2 separate regions of the Mus musculus genome follow, and region 1 is linked to region 2. A link is a contact called in public Hi-C data. All regions are on one chromosome and are shown on one strand. The core of a region is the stretch at or near the end of the contact, and the rest is flanking DNA. Distances in the headings are between cores, read along the strand shown.

What was found. Hi-C and Micro-C count contacts between places; a contact is called where the count stands out from the background.
Region 1: a contact with region 2 is called in a Hi-C map of the G1E-ER4 cell line, with 2.0 times the contacts expected there. The contact joins two enhancer-like sites. A contact is called at or near these places in 12 of 484 Hi-C or Micro-C datasets (B cells, the G1E-ER4 cell line, the N1E-115 cell line and 7 more) and 1 of 9 other capture datasets (embryonic stem cells).

What each region holds. Positions count from the first base shown.
Region 1 is chr7:132,640,043-132,644,937 of GRCm38.p6, forward strand. Lhpp (phospholysine phosphohistidine inorganic pyrophosphate phosphatase) reads left to right here. Exons shown (of 7, transcript NM_029609.1): 4 at 1,482-1,545; 5 at 2,445-2,537. Among named protein-coding and RNA genes, the nearest start is that of Lhpp, 32 kb to the left of the region's middle. Within about 2 kb of position 1,264, at least 17 of the 459 cell types and tissues checked have an H3K27ac peak or open chromatin away from gene starts, as enhancers often do. A contact at or near this core is called in the G1E-ER4 cell line, where this site is marked.
Region 2 is chr7:132,473,575-132,478,497 of GRCm38.p6, forward strand. No RefSeq gene overlaps it. Among named protein-coding and RNA genes, the nearest start is that of Gm35147, 10 kb to the left of the region's middle. Within about 2 kb of position 1,702, at least 51 of the 459 cell types and tissues checked have an H3K27ac peak or open chromatin away from gene starts, as enhancers often do. A contact at or near this core is called in the G1E-ER4 cell line, where this site is marked.

The sequences.
Region 1 (4,895 bases), core at 14-2,513, 170 kb after region 2:
TACATTCTCCATAGAGGCTTATCAAGTATGGCTTCAATGTCTAATTGAGTAACAACAGCAAGCAAGAATGAGTATTGGAAGTAACCTCACTCCTAGCCGCTATACCTGGGAGGAGCACAAAACACTTTCCAAGAATAATTCCATGTTTTGAAGAAATTGAGGTCATAGAGTCTTGTCTTGTTTTCTTGGCATTTTCTCACAAGCACTCAGCGTTCTCACGTGACTCCATTCCTGGACCGTGTTCCAGCACATGCACATGGAAAGGTGAAAAAGAAAAGACATTCGTGAGATCGGATCTGCTATGTATCCTCAGCTGACCTAGAGTTCACAATCTTCCTGCCTCAGCCTCCTGAGTGCTGGATTACAGGAGTGACCCCACCAGGCCTGGGGCTTGTATTATTTTACCACTGAGCCTCCTATCTCAGGGCCTCTGTCTTAGCTCCACGAGCAGCTGTTTATAGTAGTCGTCTCCAGTCTTTTGGTGAGTGGTGTTTGTGTTCTAGGCATTGTGTAAGGAATGGTGTTGTTTATGTAGTGTGTTACTTTGCCCTAGATATGGGTGGTTTTGATTGCTTTGACTATGTCACAGGCGAGGAAGCTGAGGTCTAAAGGCTTACATAGAGCAAAGTCACTTTTAGAAATCAGAGAAGGAATTTCAGTATTGAAGACAGCCTACATCCCCTGTTCTCGGATCCTCAGCTCGCATGCTGAGTTAATGTCCCCTGGACGGAGAAGGAAGGGAAGACTGACGTGGGTGCTCAGACTCCCCTAATAACTCAGAACTTGGATTCCTGTGCCATTTTCTGGGTTTCAGTGAACCTCATCTCTGGAGGGTGATGGCTAAGCCACCTTCTTGCCTCCTTGGTCACGTGGCTTTGCTCAGAGAGCCCCAGAAATGGATGACATTGCAGCTAGGACTCTTATGTACCTCGAGGGAGGCCTTGGTCTGATGTGGATGGGCTGTGGGTCTAAGCACTGGGGCTAAACCGAGGAACCCTCCGAGGAGCTGAGCCTGCGCTGTCTCTGGGAGGTTGGGAAGACATTCTTGTCTCAAGGAAGCAGCTGGTGCCTGTGAAACCTGGCACCTTGCCTGACCCCAGCTAATAGGGATGTCGCAGGCTGCTGTGGAACTAATGGAGCACTCTCCTCAGGCAGCAGTTAGGGGTTAATTATTAGCAATTAGGGAGTCAGCACATGCTCTGGGGGGGCTGCCGTCCCTTCCCGAAACACGGGTCACTTGTCTTCCTCTGTGTTAGTAACGGGATCCATCTGTCCCCCTTGGGTTCCTGGTTAATCATTGTGGTAGGGGTCCCTACAAGGCCAGCAGCAGGGGGCTAGTGGCTGAATGACCCATGATGCCCCACTGCCGCTGGCCCTCTGCTTCTGCCATGTGGCCTCTGTCGGTTACTCTCAGCATGGCATCGGGACTGGCCTGCACCTGTGGCTCTCTGTGAACCCCCTTCCCTTGTGCTCTCTTGCAGACGCTATTACAAGGAGACCTCTGGCCTGATGCTGGACGTTGGAGGTTACATGAAGGCGCTCGAGGTACCTGCCCTGGTGCTGCCCCAGGCCCTGGCTTTCTGGAGAAGATGGTGTACTTTATAGACAAGTAGCCTCTCATGTTTCTGAGTGGAGCATCCTGTGTGGGGCTTGAGCCACACCCCCGTCTCCTCTGTGGAAGTAATGGAGGTCTCTCCTCAGGCAGCAGTTAGGGTCCATTATCTTGATCATCACACAGTCATTATGTATGTATGTGTCATCCCTCTGACCCCCAGCCAACCTCTGGGTGCTCTTTCCCAGCATGCTCTTCACCACTCTGACTCATGGCTTTAGTGTCTCTTCAGATCACCTGCTTCCTTCCCAGCCCTGTAACCCCTCAGGCTGTGTGTCCTCCCAACTCCTCTCCTGAGATGACTTTCCAGGTTATAAAGCCTTCTGTGGCAAGACCTCCAGAGTCCACTGTGACTGGCCTGTCAGTTACCCCTGCCCAGATTCCTGCTAGACCATGTCCCAGCTCCACAATAGTAGCAGCCCCTGTCCACCTGTGCCCAGGCGAGAAGGGTGAGCAGGTGGGTGGATTGAATCCTAGACACACTTAGGAGGGCCTTTGATCTACTTGGAGGTGGGTAGCAGGGAGAGGCAAGAGATGGGATTGTAGCTGAACAGGCAAATGAGAGCCTTGGTCTCCTGTCCCTTGGGAGACTCGTGGTTCTGCTAGGTAAGGTATGCCACTTGCTGTGGGCACTCTTGAAGTAGGCGGCAGAGCTGGAGGTAGGTGTCCTAAGCATTCTAGGCAGCAGCCTGTTGTGGAGTTGTGACACGCTTGCCTGTGAGAGGGTTTGAGGCCCATGGCATCCTGATCATCATGAGGCGGTCAGTCTTTCCATGTGTGTCTACTCCCGTGTTCCTGATCTGAAACTCATACTGTGTCTTCTCTTTGCCAGTATGCCTGTGGTATCAAGGCTGAAGTGGTGGGGAAACCCTCCCCTGAGTTCTTCAAGTCTGCTCTACAAGCCATAGGGGTGGAAGCCCACCAGGTAGGCACAGCAGAATTTCCTTTCTTCTTTACATGTTTAAAACGACATTTACTTATTTATATACTTATTTGGGGTATGAGATTGTGTGGGTTCCGGGAACCAAACTCAGGTTGACAGGATCAGCAGCAAGTGCTAACACCCGCTGAACCATCCTGCTGGCCCCGATCGTTTCTCACCGTGAGGAAGGAGACAGTTTCTTACCATGCAGCCCAACAACTGGGTCACACAGAGTCTTCACTTCGAATTGTTTTTGTCCTTTAAAATACTAATGCTTTCCTTCCTTGCTTTCCATGTGCGTGTACATGTACATGTGTATAAGTCACAGGCACACATGTGCCACAGTGTGCATGTGGAGGGCGGAAGACAGCCTTGGTTGTTAGTGCTTGCCTTGCTCTCTCTTTGAGAGCTTATTCACTGCTGCAGATGTCAGGGTGGCTAACCATTGAGCTTCCAGGGATTCTCCTGTCTCTCCCTCCCATCTCAACATAGGATTCCTGGCATCACGGATGTGTAGTGCTGTGCCCACCTTCCCATGGGTCTGGGGATTAGAACTCAGATCCTCGTGCGTGTACAGCAGGCTCCTTTCCCAGTGAGCCCTATCATCTCCCTAGCCCCAGAACGGATTTTTTACTCTCTTGGGTTTTTTTTGTGGGTTATTTGTTTGTTTAGATAGGGTTTCTCTGTGTAGCCCTGGCTATCTTGGAACTCACTCTATAGATGAGACTGGCCTCTGCCTCCCAAGTACTGGAATTAAAGGCTGTTCCACCATGGCCTGGCTTTACTGTCATATTTTTAAAATAATCTCAGACCTGTTGTATCCTTTCATATTACAATATTTCTTTTTAAACGTGGCATTTTAGCCACAGCCACAAAGTAGTACAGCCCCAGGCAATGACTTAAAAAGTCCATAGAAAGATGGCCCAGTCTCCTGGCTCATTAGTATCACAAGTCAGAAAGCATCGTCTAATACAGATGCTGAAGGAAAGAAGTAACAGAGGATCGCAAGCGTTCATGTGGTGAAGCTGCAACCCTCGTGTTCTGCTGGTAGGACCGTGAGTTAGCCGCACTGCTGGGAGGGAGCCTTTGGTGGGTCTTCAGTGTTAAATGAGTCTACTGTCTGCCTTAGCAATCGTGCTCCTGGCTGTAGCCCAGATAACAGGGACAGGAATTCAGACGACAACCACCATCACTACCTCATAGGGTCTGAAGATAGCAAGAATGAAGCCCTAGGTTTGAGTCCCACCACCACAGAAACAGTCTCCTAAAACCATTTAGTGATGTTCATGGCAGCTGTATTCACAGTACCTAAAAGGTTGAACCGCACTCAGATGCCTGCCTATTCCCCATGAATGGGTCAGCAGTGAGTATCCCCTTCGTACAGGGAAATCCTAAACAGAAGGGATGAACCATCACGAATGTCACCTTACGACTACCTGGTCTCCCGTGGGTGATAAAGGTGAAATAAGTCACCTCGAGTCAAGCCTGATGACAGGCCTCATGGGGTGGAAGGAGGGAACATGTCCCTCCCACCTCCGTCTGTGTGATGTGGAGCACACCTGGGCTTTGTGCCTAGCCCTTGTCGAGCTAATGCAATCTGAATTTAAACAGTACCTGTGTGTACTGTCCTGTGCCGTTCATTCTGTCCTGGCTCCAGCCTGCCGTGTTGCTGAAATGCTTGCTAGAGTTATTTGGATACACGTTATAAGACAAGTTTCTCCTGACTACGTGCATGCATAAGCAAGAACCCCTGGCTCTGTATTATCGTTGCTGTTTTTTAATGAAAATGTCCCTTGAAGGGTGGCAGGCTGCTCAGGTGCCAGGTTGTGGCACACCTTGGCTGTTCTGAGCTTCCCCAATCAATAAAGTCTTTACTGCCATTCCCTTGGTAATGGCTCTGCAGAGGCGTTTTGAGCCTGAGCTCCAGTGGCGGCAGTCCCCAGTCCAATTTCCAACCTATCTTTCCCAAACAGCCTAGAAACAGCAGAGGGCTGGGCTGACCCCAGATAATTGGAAACTCAACCCGCTTAGAAGTAATCAGGCTCTCTCTGGGGTCCAGAAATCTGGAGAAGAGCAGCAGCACACCTTACCCATGACTTCTAGGAATTCCCAAGGCTGTGGTGGACGCTTCCTGCACACTGGGAAGGTATTGCAACTCCCTGGCCTCCATCTGCTGGGTGTGGTGGCACCACCCCTGTTCCCAAGGTGTGAGGTCTTTAGATACTGCCCTGCGGAGAACCACTGTAAAGGGCAAGCATTGGGACCTGACTTTGATCCCCAGAACCCACATGAAGGAGGAAGTAGAGAACTGACTCCTAGAGTTTTACACACACACACACACACACACACACACACACACAC
Region 2 (4,923 bases), core at 452-2,951:
AGTTGACATATTTAGACACCTCCTACGTCCCTGAACCCACTCTACCTCATTCACCAAGCTTACCCCAGGATCTAAGAAGTTCTTAGTCTAACACGCTTGATAACATTAGCAACGCTGGTGGTACCTTGGCTTGGGATCATGACTGGCTCCAAATGGCCCTGTATCAAAGGGCTTTGAAGAACCCACCTTGCTCCTGACACACCTTGCTCCTGACAGACACAGGGGCATGCCAGAGCCTCACTCCTACCTGCCCTGAACCACTTTCCAACAGGAAAAGCTTTGAAACTAGCGTTTAAACACCAGCCATCAGAGGCCCATCAGCTGTGGACCTCAACCCCAAGGAAACATGGCGGAACAATGGCAGAACCAAGCTACCCTTGGCTCCTCAAGGGTCCCTCCCTGCCCAGATACACCCTCCCTAAGCCCCACCCTACAAGATGATCCTGGGTCACAGCACAGCAGGCAGTTCCAAATCACTCTTGTAGCCTGTACCCCCAATTCTCTAATGCCAGATCTACAGCCCTGGGGTCTCATAGCCAGAGGAACTAAACCCTGACAGGAGGAGGCTACTGTGGGGAGGGAATCTAATCACTTAGGAGCACCAAAACATAATAGGGAACAGGGCCTTCATGCCCTCTGCTAATGTCAGAAGGTCTGGGAGTTTGTGGCCAGGCAGAGGCCTGAGATCCAGGACCCAGTAAGGCTAAGAAGAACCAGGCAAGAACCCCACTCAGCAGGAACTGCTATAAACTGTCAAAGGCAGCTCAGGGCTCTCTGGGGAGCAGTCAGCAGGGAACCTATCTGACTGAGTCCCTGTCTGGTTCCCCTCCATCCCTTCTCTCCAGATAGCATCCAATGAGAAGCTGGTCACATAGGGACATCTCTCATGCCCTTTCTTCCTCATTCTTGTGTCTAAGAGGCCATCAAGTCCCTTGGACCACTTGTCCCAGGAACTTTCCCTATAGACATTCAACTTCCACCAAAAGGTCCAGAGCAGCTGTTCTCTGAGTTATGGATCATATCTTGCAGGCCAGAAATCTAGACAAGGCAGAGCTGGACAGCTCATTGCTACCCCACAGTGTAGGGGCCCCAGTTGGTGGGACCCCAAAACTGGCATCTAGAGTCATCTAATCTGTTGCTGTCAGTGAGGGCCTTAGTGAATCCCCTGGGTATGAGTATAAGGCCTTCCTGCAGCCTGGCTCTGTCCAGCCTGCAGCCACATGGGCACAACTCTCTTTCTTTGAGTGTCAAAGTGGAGTGTCCTGATTGACCCAGGGCGTAGCCTCTGACAATTATTGCTTCTGCAGCAGTTTGTCCTGAAGGAGCTGGCCCAAATCCGAGGGGAGCAGACATCAACACTGCATCTTATTAGGAAGTGTCAAAGACTGTGTGGACATATTTCTGAGCCACCCATCAGCTCAGAGGTGCCTCAGAGGTGCCATGCAGCCTTTGCCCTCCTGACTGCTTCCTCGGGTCAGCTACTTGTCTCCCAGAAGACTTGGTCCTAGCCCAAAGGCTGGAAAAACAAACTCATGTCGATCTGTCTTCCTCCAGCCCTGTCCTTCCATGCCATCCATCACCAATAGGGAGGTTCAGAGCATCAGCAAATTAAGAAGCTCTGGAACCCACAGCCACTTACCAAAGCAGGACATAAGCTTTAACCACGGGAGGGGCAGCATTGGTTACTGTTCCTATAGCGCCCTCTGCCTCCGCCCCAGCCACATTACATACAAAATCCTCCATGCCCTCCTGCTCATGCCCTGTGTAGGCTAGTTTCCTAGCCTGAAGTACTCCTTCTTCTTTCAAAGGAACCCTAGAAAACTCATGTTCACCCTTCAAAACCCAGCTGCCATGTCACAGCCTCTGTGGTGCCAGCCTCCTATCCACGTATGAGCACAACACAGGTGTGGGTCTTAATCTTGGTGGTGTGATGGAATCTTGGTCACTGTCCTAGCTAACCCCATCCTGGCTCTCTTTGGCTCGGTTGCTTGCCTCCTTCACCTGTCCTTTCCAGTCACCTTGGATTCCAGGAGCAAAAGGACTCGTTGCAAAGCACATCTGTAGCAGGCAACTGAAACAACACCAAGCAATGGGGAACCTGCAAGACAGACTCCTCCCAAACAGGGGCAATTGTCAAAGCAGGCAAGGCTGGGCTGTGGAGCAGAAGGCATTATCTCATGACAAGTGGAGAGCCCCAACCTCAGCCCCAAGCAGTGACAGACTTCTCCAGGCCACCTTGAGACACCAGAACCAAGCAGATCCCACCGGCCAGAAATGCTTAATTCTTTGGACCTCTTGCCTGCCTGGCTCTACAAATATCCAAGGTTCATTGTTGGGCCCTACTTGGCCTCTGTTTGGGCCTTGAAGACAAACCTGAGCCTAGTTTGATTTTCGAGAACAGTCATTCACCTCCACTTGAAAATGACTCAACATGGCATAGATGAAATTGCCTCTGCCTAGCCACCACTAATGTCTAAAATTTTCATAGGCCCTGTGAAGTCACCCCATATCCTTCATCATCTCACACCTCCCCATACGTCATCTCACCCCATACCCCTATCCCCACCTCCTTGCCCTGCCTATATAAGCAAATTGCTGCCACATTAAATCGAGTCCCTGCTTCGACAAGATTCCCAGCCCGGTGTGGTTCCTCTTGGGACACCACTCACCATCCCATTCAGACCCAGAGAGACCGGCTCTCCTCGCAGCTATCTGCCAACAAAGAGCCCACAGTTCATGTCAGGGATCAGTTGACCCCTTTAATATTTGTCCCCATGTGGCCACACTGAGTAAGCCTCCTTCCTCCCTGTTTCTGGCTGTTGTGATCTCTGTAATTGGCATATTGCCATAGGTAGAAGAGTCAGCTATTGGGACCGCAGGAAGCAGGATTTTTGCTCTAAAATTTTGGTTGTAAAGGAGGGTTTATTTTTATACATGTGTATGGTTGTCTGAATGTATGTACATGCACTGCATGCATGCAGTGCCCACAGAGGCCAGGAGATGACACTGGGTCCCCTGGAACTGTAGTTACAGATGGTTGTAAGTCAACATATGGGTGCTGGGAACCAGATCCAGATCTTCTGATAAGCAATATGTTCTCTTAATTGCTGATCCATCTCTCCAGGCTCAGTTGGAAATATTTCACATATACTGGTGACAAGGTGCCAAAATGTAACAGTCTGACTCACAGCATAGGGACTGCCTTAGACATCAAAACTCTCAAATCTCCCGCAGAGGGTTCTATGTAGCTGAGGCTAAGAGGCAGTGCTATAGACCAGTGGCCCCTGCAGTGTCACACATACCAACCGCCTGAGAAACTTCCAAGGCACTACCTTTCCCCAGCTCAAGTCTATCAAATCAGAACCTATAGGAGTAAGGCCCAGCTCATAGCCTGGGTTCCTTATAAAACCTCCCCAGGGTGTTCCAGCATGCTGCTGGGGTGGAGAAAGCTGGAATGAATCCTAGCTCCCACTCAAAAGTATGACATTTGGACATAACTCAGAGCTTCCATCTAACCTTCACCCTGTAAATGACCTTTATCCCAGTGTGAGCCAGGTCACAACCCTGTGGTTTTACTGAGAATGTCACAAGAGACTCTTAGCTTCTAAAACTGTTAAGTGAATGCGGAAGATGAATAATTTAAAGATTGATTCCACGCACATAATAGATGCTCAGTAAGTACTCGCTGAATGAATTCATTAGCTAATCCATACACCTCTAATTTCGCATGACACAAATACTCCCTTCTCTCAGGAGACTGAGTTCCTTGAAGGCAGGATGGAGACCCAGACCCAAGCAAAGATAGCCAGTGCATGAGTCAATGGGTCCATGAACGACCTGTGCAATCCCTCCTGGCTATCTCTCCAGTCTCTAGGTATGCAACGGGTTTCTAGATGAAGAGAAAAAAAGCTCACACATCACGTCTGCTGGAAGGAGAGTGGCAGTACAATTTAATCACATAACTCGTTAATCAACTCGCCCAAGTTGTTAGGCATTTTGGAGGCATTTCCATGTACAGTGACCCAGAGGTCCCTAGCTACATATATACTGGGAATTCGGGTCCTGCTTACTGCCACTCTAATACCCAGACTCAGTTTCCCTAAGGAGCCCTGTAAGAATGTGGCTTCTGCTCTGGCCTCAGAAAGAACAGCAGATGGAACCATAGCAAACAGAACGGTAGCCCTTGCCTCCCTGCTATTGTGATTGCAGTGATCTGGTGGCCTGGTTGCATGATTCCTCCTGCCTCATTCCTCACCCCCATTCCTACAGCTGAAGCCCAGGGGAAGTAACCACACAGAGAGGAGAGCCACACCCTCCACACTGAGGGTGCTGGAGCCAGACAGAGCAGGAGTCTAGACCTCACTCACCCCTTCTCAGCTGTGTAAGCAGAGCAAACCAAGCCTGTGAGCCCCAGCTCAGATGACGTTAGCAATGATGGCTGTTCCCAAAGCCACTATTCAGTGAGAATGAAATGCTGGCCGTGGAGTTGAATGCCAGATCCAGTTTACAGCAAACCTTAAGACATGGCAGGTGATGACACAGGCCCTTTAGGCCCAGGGGCCGTCTGGGTATCTGTGCCCCTCAGAATAAGTATATTAGTTACATTTCTCACTCTGTGTCAAAAATTCCTGACAGACACCGCTTAAGATCAGAAAGGTTCATTTCCCACTCGGAATTGATAGTATAGTCCATCGTGGTGAAGAAAACATGGCGTCGGGAGCAGGCAGCAGCTGGTCACTGGTGCATCTGTAGTCTGAAAACAGCCAGAGAAGCTGGTGCTCAGCTGGGCCCCTCCTTCTTGATTCAATCCAGGAGTGCAGTTCACAGAATGGTAATGCCCACATTCAGAGTGAATCTTCACACCTCAATTAACGCAATCTAGAGGCTCGCTCACAGACCAATCTGGAAATTTGTTTCCATGGT